3 separate regions of the Mus musculus genome follow, and all the other regions are linked to region 2. A link is a contact called in public targeted proximity ligation data. All regions are on one chromosome and are shown on one strand. The core of a region is the stretch at or near the end of the contact, and the rest is flanking DNA. Distances in the headings are between cores, read along the strand shown.

Region 1 (3,643 bases), core at 1,098-3,597, 420 kb before region 2:
CTGAGATCTGAAAAGGGAGCCAGGGCAGGCTGTGATGGTGATCTACAACACCGGTGTGTCCCAAGGACTAGTGCGAATGGTGGGAGCTGCAGGGTGGGGCAGGATCTGTGTGGTCCAGACCTGAGTCCACCATCTGCCCTCACCCAGCTGGAGGCAACAGGCTGGTGAAGAGCCAAGATCTGTGCCCTGGTCATTCTGATGAGCTGTACTAACGACACTGTGCCATGTCCCTAGTGATGGCCAGCTGGTTGGAGATCATAAGTCAGGTTATTGACCCTGGAGTTCCTGAGGGCACTGGTAGCTCAGCCTAAGATGCAAAAGGTGGCAGGGCTTTTAGAGGGTAGAAGGCAGACCTGAGGACATGGAGGAAAAGACTGTGAGGCATAGCTCTCTTCAGTGCCTGTTGCCCAAGAAGGTGGGGCAAGGGTGTGTAAACTCAGCCTGTAAAAGGTGCTCTGTGCTTCCCCACGGATCCGGCCTACCTCAGAGAGAGTGCTAGGGGACTTGCCATTCACTCCCCTTGAAGAGCCCCATGCCAGGCCTGCTGCTGGCTGCTCGTAAGATCGACAGATGGGACTCATGCCTGTGGCCCTTCCCTGGCAGTGAGTCAAACTTGAGCCTCCAAGAGTAGGAAGACGGCGTCAGAGGCACCAGGAGCAGAGGGCATCTTCTGGGGTCAGTCCGGAAGATGAGGTATTATTGGCTGGATCCTGAGTGTGTGTGGGCTAGCCACAGGGAGCCTGTTCGGAATAGAGGGCAAAGGTCAGGAGACAAGAGGTAGTGTGGATGGGCAGAGAGGACCTAGATGAGCTCAGCAGTCATAGGGAAGGAGCTCCTGCTATGATTAGGCCCACGCTGTTACTATTGGACGGGCCCCAAGCTTTCCTGTGCGGTTTGCACTGCGCAGGGATGAGGACATTGGAAATGGGAGGAGCGTGGGAGTAGAAAAAGCACCGTGTTACCACGTAGACTGGAGAGGCCACCCGGCCAGGCTTTGGTCAGTCTGAGGACAGGCACTTTAGGGAGGACATGTCCCTAGCATGGGTCTCCGGTGATGGCCAGCTGATTGCAGATCATAAGCCAGGTTAGGTTAGGCTTTGACGCTGGAGTTCTCAGTAGTGGCTCGGTCTGTGATGGAAAAGGTGGAAGGCAGAGCTGGCAGAGGGTGCGAGCCAGGCCGGGCCAGTGGATGGGAATGAAGCGTTGCCAGGCGCAACGGGGCCTGAGGCTCACTTCCTTAGTTTATTTATTTTGGTTATTTGAGACAGAGCCTCACATACCCTAAGCTGGCCAGAACTTGCTATGTAGTTGAAGATCTTTGAAACGATCTTCCTGCCTCCACCTCCTGAGTGCTGGAATCACAAGCATGTGCCACCATGCATGGCAACATTCTAGATTTATAGAGGTGCACATGTCTGTAGTCACACAGCAATTCAGTTGATACACCTGGAGCCTCCAGGTTGGCTTCTCAGGTGAGTGAGCAGCCTGCCAGCCTCCTAGAGGCATGAGAGTGGTGGCCCAGACATTCCTGACCCCTTTCCTGGCTTCGGGGAGCCACCGAAGGGACTGGCCAGTTCATTTATTCACCTCTCTTGGAAGTCCTGCCCTCTCTAGGCCCCAGTATCCTCATCTCCTAGAAGCTGGGGTCGAGGGTTGGGATGTATTAGTGGGAGAGCTGGAGTGCTTTGCCCGGCATCCATGAGGTCTTGATTTCCATCAGTGGAACTGGGCAATCCGCTCTTGGGTCAGCATTTCACATGGCTAAGTCTGTGGAGGGCTAGGCACTCTTAGGCTGTAAACTTCACGGCGTAAGGGAACCTGAGGGGAAGTACGCCTGAGACGCTTGGTAAGGTCCCTCCTCCTTCAGTGGCAAGGGTCTGCTGTGGCCTCCGTGAGATGGATGGAGCTGCTGGAGGAAAGGCTCAAGAGGTGTGTGAGAAGTTAAGCCCCCAAGAAGGCGGGGGTAGGCAGAGCAGAGAAGGCTCTGGATGTGAGACTTGGCCTGGCTGCTGGATCTGCTAAAGGAAGCCCTGGGATGATTAAGAGAGAGGGGTGGAAAGACTGTGGGTGCGGACAACCAAGAGAAGTGCTCAGGTAGGGATTGGGCGTAGACTGAGCTGGAGGTAGAGCCGGAGAGGAAATTTTCAACTCCATAGCCAAAAGGACCAGAGGCAACCTCCAAAGCCAGAGTTTGAGCCCTCCTTCCAGCCTAGAGCTGCTTATTCAGCTTCTATCTACCGGAGGTCAGAGGCTTGCAGAGCTTTGCTTAGTGAAGAGGCCCAGGAGGCTGATGGGAGTTGTAGTTGTTGACCCACAGATAGATGGGAGGTGTAGTTCATGCCCCCTGAAGGCCTAATGGGACCTGTAGTTCCCGCCCACAGGAAGCTGATGGGAATTGCAGTTTCTGCCCCAGGGTACTTGAGTTATTAGACTAAAAGAGAAGACAATACCCTCTCCCTATCACACGCCTTCCCAATTAGTTATCCTGGGCCCTGTTTTAGCTAGCGCGTCCCTCCCAGATGGCTGTGTATGTGTTTTCTTTTCTTTTTTTGCTTTCTCCTTCTTTCCGTTGTTTTATTATTGTTTGAACAATAATAAGAGGGCCAGAAGCAGTCATAACCTGGCCAGGTTCTGGCGGTCCATGGGGGTTCTGGGGAGGGGGTGGGGGGAAGTCAGTGGGGGTCAGAGGTGGAGGGTGAAGAAAGTGGAGAGTTAGGTTTAGCTCAGTAATCATATGACCTCCGCCCTCACTCACTCTCCGTCCTCCCTCCCTCATTCCCAATCCTCCCTACCTCCATGCATCTTCTGAACTTTTCACCACCTCCCAGAATCCTAAGGGACAAACCCAGCTCCAGTGTGTCTGATCCTCCCTGCCCACTGTTCCACACAAGCATTCCCGGTTAAAGTTTCCTCCCATGGCCCTCTGAAATTAGCCCCAGGTCCTTTCCACGGCCAGCCTCCCCAACCCCACCCCCACCCCCGAGTTCACACTCACATAGACACGCCAGCCATCGTCTCTCCTTTCCATGGCCTCTCCACTGACCCTTCCTGTTCCCACGATGTCACTGAATGGTGCCACTCCCCAGACCTAACCCGCACACGCACTGTGTAAATTTCAGTCTCGTGTTCAATGAGGGGGAAGAGAGAGGGAGGAGAGAGATCTTTCTGGAGGAAGCAGGCTGTCCAGGGAGGGAGATGCCAAACAGATAGACAGAAAACGTTGTACGGAAAAGTTGTTTTTTCTTATTTTTTTTCGGGAGAACCCGCTTACACAGCTCTGTTTGTAATTTTTTTCTTCATGCTAAAATCACACGGCCTATTTGTTGATGTAAGTTGCCTGAATTCCGTGGTATGCTATCTTCTTTTTTAAAAACAAAAGCAAAAAAAAAAAAAAGCAAAAAGAAATATATATAAAAAAAACCCTAAAAGATATTGTTGTTAGGTTTGTTTAAATGCTGCTGTTGTATGTTTTTAAAGCCTTAAACCAGTAGAAAAAAAAAAAATTCCGTTTCTTTTCAATTTCCTTTCCTTTCTGTTCCGTTTGGTTTCTTAAGACGAAACAAAAAGACCAAAACCCAAAGTCACAGAGCCCGCGCGTGGGGTGCCCAGGGCATCCGAGCCGCAGCCCGCTTAAAGCGCAGGC
Region 2 (3,945 bases), core at 516-3,015:
TGCGACCTTCACACAGGTGGGGTGCGTTAGTATGTAGGCGAGGTGAGACTGTCCCTTCATGAAGAGAACCTCAGTAAAAGTGAAGGGTGGCTGGGCAAGGCAAGAGCTGCACAGCCTGATAGGCTCTGGGTTCCAAACCCAGGGACTTCGGGCCTCAGGCCTTTAACAACCATGTTAACCTGAGGAAATGTGACCTCTCTGACCACCTGTGTAGCTATTGTGTGCATGTGTCTTCGTAGGTCAGTGTCCCCCATCCCACCCCACACTTTTTTTTGTGAGGCAAAAGACAAGTTCTCCTGTAGTCTAGGCTGACCTTAAACCTCTGGTTTGGACCTCACCAGTTCTGGGATTATAAATATAAACCACCACACCCAGCTCAAGCCACCATGCTGTGTCTGTTGAACCAGGTGGTGGGGAGGATACTTTAGCACGTACATACTCCAGTCTCAGAAAAATAAAACGGATGAGTGATGACAGTTCTTGACACTGTCTCACAAGGAAGGCACAATAGGGGACGCAGACCATTGTTTTCCAAGACCCCTGCAAAGACACAGCAAGACACCTCTCTATGTAAGGGTTGCTATGAGACCATGTGATAGTTATAGCTTATGTCCGTATTTTATGAAAGACACTGTAAACTTTTTGTACACTAAAGACTTCATTACATGCACTGTACTAGGATTTGTGGAAGTTAACCGATTTCTCACAAAAGCCCTCCGAGTTCTCTGCATTCACAAAGGAGGGACTAAGGCTGTGGAACAGATAACAGGCCAGAGAGTCACACCTCTTCCACTCCCTGACCTCTGCAGGCGCAGGGGCTATGGAGACTCGGAGTCGCCACAGTTCGTACCCAGCGGGGACCGAGGAGGATGAAGGGATGGAGGAGGAGCTTAGCCCTTTTCGAGGACGCTCGCGTTCGGCTCCCCCCAATCTCTGGGCAGCGCAGCGCTACGGCCGTGAGCTCCGAAGGATGAGCGATGAGTTTGAGGGTTCCTTCAAGGTGAGCGCCAGCGTTAGGTGCGATGGGACCTGAACCCTCAGCTGCTACCCCTCCTTTGATCTAGGGCATGTCGGGATTTCTAGTTTCAGAGCCACCAATTTTCCCTTTTGTGTTGTAGAGCATGCTGGGACTTGCAGTTCTAATCCGTCCTCTCTCAGTGTCCAGTGATTTGCTGGGATTTCCTCCCTCTTCCTCCTTTGTCCAAGACCCCGTCCCCAGTCCCGGTTTATGCCTTCACCTGTAATCGAGAGCTCTTACAGCCGGACCGCTATGAGAACCGAAATCTGTAGTACAGACCAACTTCACACCAAAGTTTCTGAACCGCCAGGTTCATAGAGTACGAGGCTTGCTGGCATCTGAGCCTCTCCCCAACTTCTTAAGCTACTTTAAATTGTTGAGTTCTTCCCCATCCTCTAAACACTAGATCTCTGGCTGTGCAGTTTCATTTAGGATCCCGGCACACGCATCATCCCGTGTCTCTGACCGCCCAGTGCAGAGCAAGCTGGTGGTGGGGACCTGATTCGGGATGCCAGAATGAGGCTCACTCTTTCCTCCTCCTTCCCTGAAGGGACTTCCTCGCCCAAAGAGCGCAGGCACTGCAACACAGATGCGACAAAGCGCCGGCTGGACGCGCATTATCCAGTCCTGGTGGGATCGAAACTTGGGCAAAGGAGGCTCCACCCCCTCCCAGTGATCTTCTGCTCCACATCCCGGAACTCTACCCGCTCCCGTCGCCCGCCATATTGGGTGTGGGCGGAAGTCTTTCGAGGCCTTAGGAAAAAAAAAGAGGATCGCTGTGTCCCTTTAACAGGGAGAAGAGCTGACGTACAGCTTGAGTCCCTTCCGGTGCGTGCAATAGCCACGGAGGGGTGGCTCCTGTTTGGAGTTTCAAAGTTTTCCACGCACCCCACCCCCTAAGCCTCCGGAAGTGGCTGTTTTCCCTCTCCTGTTCTGGACTGCCCTCGGGTGCCTGTGCTAAGTTGGGGGTCTGGGTGCTGTCCTGTCATAACTGGGGACCCGAGGTCGCGAGAAACGTGCTTTATAATAAAGCCTGCGCATGTGCCGCCGCGCCTCTATCCTTCGTTTGGGGTTCCGCAATCCGGATCTCTATCCCTGATAGTTTTAAGAGAGACTCGTTTTACCGGAGGAAGAAACAAGCTCTAAGGACTGAGAGGAAGAAGAGGCAACCCGCGGAGTCGGGCTGCTTGGCTTGGGTGGGGAAGAGGAGCGTGGCTAGACCCTTGGGACTGCCAGCCCCTTATCTCTAATATGGTAATTGGGAGCCGCAGTCCAACCGGCCGCCGGAATTTAGCGTTCTGCAAACCATGTCGCGGCTCCCGGGGGGCAGGCGGGAGGGGGGTCATTTGCTCCTATTTGGGTCAGTCCTTGTGAGCAGCTACTGTTTGACCGGCCTGGGGCCAGCGCAGCTCAGGGACCTGGCAAGACACGTGGGGCGGGGCGGCGCGGGGCGGCAGACTGATCGCTAGGGAACGTAGAAGCTTCTCACAGGGACCTGGAGCAGGGCCCAGAGCTCCGTTCAGAGATTTATTGGCGCCCCATAGCCCAGGCTAGTGCTTTGCGCTGGATATGCAGATAAGTTGCGCCACAACTCTTTGCTTCCCGGAACATGGGAGGGGGTGGCCCCACAACAGGGCCTCAAGGAGTAGGTCAGACTTGAAGGTGAGGCTATGTCTGGAACTGACACTCTCTGCAGATGGACACACCAGGATCTTGGGACTTAGTTTGTTTTTTGAGGGCCCAACCCACATGGAGTGTTTGGGAAAATGGAGGTCAGCCAGTCAGCGATATAGGACATGGGATCCGGAAAAGTGGCAGATCTGGAAACTTGACACGGACTGACTGACAGCTGAGGAAGGTGACTTGGGCAATGGCAGGAATCTCAGGGAGAGCTGAGGCCTTAGCCCTGGGAAGCCCAACCCAGGCCACCCAGTTTCTCTGGCTTTCCTACCCGATCTGTTTGCCTGGGGCTGCAACAAAAACAAAGCAAAGCAAACACTTCATTGGCAGGAGATAAGCCCAGATAAGAGGCTGCCTTCCTCCGAGGGGGGAGCAGCCAGTCCCCCACCGGCCAGGAAGCTAGGAGAGGCCTTGAAGGAGTGCCAGCCTGCCCCAGCTGCAGAGCTTGGCCCATTCTCTTGCCACAGGGTCTCTGGTGTTCCTGGCTGGTCCCAGGCTCAGAGCATGTCCTCCGGCTGGTGAAGGCCATATAGCACAGAGCTAACACGCAGGCCATCCTGCCTTCCAGCAGGTCTCCACTTAGCTATGGCCCAGTAAATGCATCTTCCATTCGGGGCCTGTTTCCATATCTGTAAAACAGGCAAAACATCTCCCTCATAGGGATGAGAGGGCCACAGGGCATCAGCAGAGTATCCTAGCCCTGCCAGCAATAGCCCTTAAGACTATCAAGTTCCTTTCTCTCTTAAGAGCTATGGACCCTTCCCACTAATCTGAAAATTCAGCTTCAATCCTTAGTGGGGCCCTCAGCAGCCCTGGTAGAAGATGCTGGGTGCTTGGGTCATATCAGGCAACAGGAAGGGGTGGGGAGTAGGGAAGGCTTCCTAAAGCAGGGTCTGAGCCTGAACAAAGAGAGATGGGGAAAGGCTGAGGGAAAAGAGATTAATGGGTTTGGGAAACTTAGGGGCTCGGGACAGATGTTGGAAGGCCAGAAGCTACCTCTGACAGGGACTAAGGTCACCACAGACCTTAGGCAAGGCAGCCAAGTTCAAACCTTGAAATAGATAGAAATCTGACCACAATGGCATAACCCCATTTTACAGAGGAGGAGACTGAGGCCCCAGAAAAATGGCAGTACCAGAACTAGAGCCCAGAGTGTTTTCATCCAAACTACACTGTACACAGGGTCCCTGAAGTCCACTTTTATTCATGTAAAAAACAAACAAACAAACAAACAAAACTCCCCAAAT
Region 3 (3,927 bases), core at 911-3,410, 450 kb before region 2:
GAAGCCCCCTGATCTCCACACCCCATGTCATATCCGGTCTTTCTGTCCCTGTCCCTCCCTGCCCCCCATATGCCACTACTTTGTTTCCTCCATTCCCCAGGAGCAGTCTCTTCAGGTCCCTCTGTTCCCTCTCTGCCATCTCAGCTACCATCCCTACCACAGGCAGCACTCTCCACTTCTCCTTTCCCACATCCTCACCCCAGCTCTGCCTCTTCAGGGTCTCTCATGCCCTTCCCTTACCCCTGCCTCCTTGCTGTTCTCTTCTGGCTCTCCTCAGATACTCAGACAGAACATTCTAGGCAATGGTGCTAGGTATTAGGAAAGGGGTCCAGGTGCACTGGAGGGGAGCCCTGTGGGGAAAGAGGGGCAGACATGAAAGAGACGGCAAGGTGCTGGCTCAGAGATGATGGGCAGGTGGAGAGGAGAGCCCAGGAGCTGGCAGGGGCAGGAGTCAGGCAGAGGGAACAGGAATCCAGGCTTTCCTGGACTGTGCAGGGTGCTTTATTTCTCTACAGTGTTAGATCTCCCAGAAAGGTCTTGTCACCGCCCCTGATGCTCCGAGACACGGTCAAGAGAATGGGGCCAACAACTATAACATGTTGGCATGAGCATTGCCTGTGTGTGTGGGGTGTCTTCCCAGGGTAGAAGGAGGTAAGGATGAGGGGGAGGGCAGCTCGGGACACTGATGAAGTGGTGGAGAGGCTGAAAAGGATTCAGGGGGAAGGAGGGGACTAAGGAAATCTACAAGAGGAGAAAGCAGTTTCTCATGACTGAACCCCTCTCTGCTCACCTCAGCTATGGGGAGATGAGAGAACTGGCCTCCCCTGGGACGCCTCCCTGGGCTGGAGGCCAGCCAGCTTTCCTCCTGCTCCAAGGCTCCCTAGTGTGAGGGCAGTGCACTTTCTCTTTCTCTCTCTCTCTCTCTCTCTCTCTCTCTCTCTCTCTCTCTCTCTCTCTCTGCATGGACACCTGCTTCTCTGCTTCTCTACTGAGTCTCCTTGCCTTCTTCCCTGCTCACAGCTTTCCCACTCTCCCTCCCATCCCCCAAGCCCTCCCATTACATAATGTCCCTTCCCACCTGACATTTCTGTACCTGATGTCACTGTAGGGTATGGGGTGACCAACACACCTGGGACCTAAAATGGACAGAGGAGATGACACCTTTCTGGTCTTTCTGGTCATGGACCCCTTCATCCCAGTACTGGTCTCTGAATCTTTGATGAGCTCTTTTCTAGTCCTCCCGAGAGCCCACGAAGGCAGACCAACTCCCACTCAGTTCAGCAGCTTCCAGCAGAAGAGGGCTATCATGTAGTTTGGTTCTGTGGATGAGTATATAACTTAGATTCCTGACTGAATGGTGTATGGCCAGGATGAAGCTAAGAGCTGAGGTATGTAGATGAAGAGAGAGTTTAGCTGTCAGGGCCTGTGCAGAAGCCCCACCCCCTGGCTGTGGTGTTCTCCTGGGAAGATTTGTTGATAACAGAAAGCACCTAAGACCCGGGCTTTTCTGGATAATGCAGAGGCCTTATCCCTTGACCGCTCTAGATCTCCCAGAAAGCTTCTGTGCTGGCTTCTGATGTTCCTGGGGCACTGGCACACAGAGCCGCATGTGTGCTTTGAGCCCCCGGGGCATGACTGCACGGGCAGTTTTTAAATGGAGTAAATGCTGTGAGTCTGGGTTCCTGAAACATTGTTGATGGTTAGTTGTTTTCTTTCTAGAATGTAGGGATGTGTGTGTGTGTGCATGCATGTGTTGACTATATGATCATATCTAGTGTTTTATGGCTCTGTGAATTTCTGGGTCTAGGAAGCATTGAGGTGACTGTTGAATGTGTGCAGAAGGTGACATCTTATGTCTGATTAGAAACTCTTGCCATGGGCTTCCAGCGGTGTGGGTCTGGCCAGCATGCTATGCATAGTCAGCTCCCAATTTACCAGTGTGGAAAAGAACAATTGGTCTATACCAGTCTTGGGCAACACTGGAGCCTGCTTTAGTCCCCTTTGCTTCTCAAAACCTTTCTGGATGCTGTCAAGTTACAGATGTGGAGTGTTATCCTGGGCACCAAGGCTGGCATGCCTTCTTCTGGGAGGGCTAGAGAGTTTGCTTGCCTGGCAGAGCTGTGGGAAGCGCCTCCGGAGCGTGGCCGGAGGGGCGGGGCTTGGCAGAAGCTCCGCCTCCAGCACCCGACCTCCTCGTAAACCAAGCCCTCTGTCCCCGCCCGTGCGGGAGCAGTGGTGCTGGGGAGAGAAATGTCTCCCTGGGGTAATTACTGCAGCCCCAGCCCAATAAACCATTCATCCTTTCCCTCTTCTGCCCAAGAAGTGTCTCTCCACCCTGGTTCCCCCCCACAGTATAATAAATGCCCTTCGGCTTTAACAGGTCCGCCCAGCACAGTAAACTGGCTGCAGTGTGAGAACAGCTGGATCATAAATCCTGGGGGAGGCCGGGGCTGGGAAGCGGGAGGGCTGGGGCGCGGGCGCCCATTTGTACCTCGCCGGCCCCTGCCCTTGGCCGCCCGCGGAGGCCTGTCTTTGTGCGTTTACCGCCATGTTTCCCTGGCTGCCTCGACTCCTGTGGCGGGGTCTGCCTCTCCGGTCTGGGGCTTTGTGTGCAGTTGGGTGCCTCGCGACCCGCGCGTGGGTGTGGGGTCTAGGTGTGCGTCACTTGGAGCTGGGTCTCCTTGTAAGGGCTGGGACTTGGGTTGTTGGCACACATCTCAGATCTCTCCGGCTTTCCTGTCTAACCCGGCACCTGGCTTGCTGCTGTTCCGGTGCTATAGAAGCAGGAATGGCGCTGTCCATGGTGATGAGCGTGCTGATGGCTTCCAGCAGGAAAGCCGGCAGGAAGGGCCTCCTTTTTAGACCTGGCAGATTTGGGACCAGACTCCATGTAGATGGAGTTTCCTTCCCTGGTGTTAAAGGACCAAACAGCCTGATGAAATAGCCCTCTCCCGGGGAGGCCCTGGAACCCGGGGGTCAGGGAGTGTGTAGAGGAAGGTCAACATCTCTGCTCCCCAAACCCAATCTCCCAAATTCAACGTGCAGCTTGTGAGTGAAAGGGAGAGGGAGGACCCTGGGTATTATGGTTGTCATGGAAACAGCCGATTTTCTGGAGTGCTGCAGTGTTGGGAGCTGAGAGACTGTACTGGCTGAGGCATAGCCACTTGGCTCTGCTCTCCAGGCCCAGCCCTTACTAGGCAGTCAGGTAGCCTGCAGTGAGTATGGAGGTGATGCTCTCTGTGTACCTCTCACTGGGACCCGAAGGCCCAGCCTTCCTCACTGTACCTCTAGGGTCTAAGGTAGAAGGCACACCTGAGCCTGCAGGGCCAAAGCTGCTCTCCCCCCCGTCTGCTGGGGTGCTTTCCAAACTACAGGCTGCAAAAAGATGACAATTTTAGACATCCACGTGGTTTCTCCATGTCTGCCCTGCCCCTGAGGTCCCTCCCCATTCTTACTCTGTCAGGAGGGTAGGAGACAAGGAAGAAGCTCAGGGAAGAGCAGGGGACCAGTGCCTTCTCTTGCTCTAGTCTCACCAGTTCTGATGCCAGACTGAAGCCCCCCTTCCCTTCCCAGCCTCTCAAAGCACTCAGAAGTCCCCTCCCTCTCCTGGGGACCTAGAGTTCCTTGATGGATCCCTCTTTCCACCAGACTGCCCAGACTACTAGGGGCCCACTGGGTGAGAGACCCCGGGTCCCTGCTTCCCCTAGACCAGAGTTCTCCACTGTGTTCCCTACTGGCTTGCTGCAGGCTTCCATGCCCAGTCTCCATCTGCATCCCTTTCTCCCTGGCTAGGTCCTCCCTTGAACTCCTTTCCCCATCTCAAGAAGTGCCTTGAGAAGAGTCGTTAGTAGCTGATCATTTAATCAGGCACTTTATGCATCTCATCTGCTCTGGTTATGTCCTAAAGAATGCAGGATGAGTCTCTCC

Evidence for each region.
Region 1: a contact with region 2 is called in a targeted proximity ligation map of embryonic stem cells, with 3 times the contacts expected there. A contact is called at or near these places in 8 of 39 promoter capture datasets (the 3T3-L1 cell line, 3T3-L1-derived adipocytes, the C10 cell line and 4 more), 11 of 130 datasets of targeted methods (embryonic forebrain, embryonic midbrain, embryonic stem cells and 4 more) and 1 of 9 other capture datasets (adipose tissue).
Region 3: a targeted proximity ligation map of forebrain shows a contact between it and region 2, with 7 times the contacts expected there. A contact is called at or near these places in 12 of 39 promoter capture datasets (the 3T3-L1 cell line, the C10 cell line, Sertoli cells and 6 more), 1 of 484 Hi-C or Micro-C datasets (the STO cell line) and 23 of 130 datasets of targeted methods (the 230-238 cell line, the NIH/3T3 cell line, bone marrow-derived macrophages and 14 more).

Annotation. Positions count from the first base shown.
Region 1 is chr19:6,527,469-6,531,111 of GRCm38.p6, forward strand. The region is part of intron 22 of Nrxn2 (neurexin II); the gene reads left to right. Among named protein-coding and RNA genes, the nearest start is that of Slc22a12, 14 kb to the right of the region's middle.
Region 2 is chr19:6,949,831-6,953,775 of GRCm38.p6, forward strand. It overlaps Bad (BCL2-associated agonist of cell death), which reads left to right. Exons shown (of 4, transcript NM_001285453.1): 3 at 810-1,000; 4 at 1,569-2,075. The coding sequence ends at 1,694. It overlaps Plcb3 (phospholipase C, beta 3), which reads right to left. Exons shown (of 31, transcript NM_001290349.1): 31 at 3,883-3,945. Among named protein-coding and RNA genes, the nearest start is that of Bad, 9.2 kb to the left of the region's middle.
Region 3 is chr19:6,499,996-6,503,922 of GRCm38.p6, forward strand. All of the region lies in intron 17 of Nrxn2 (neurexin II), which reads left to right. Among named protein-coding and RNA genes, the nearest start is that of Gm52381, 4.7 kb to the left of the region's middle.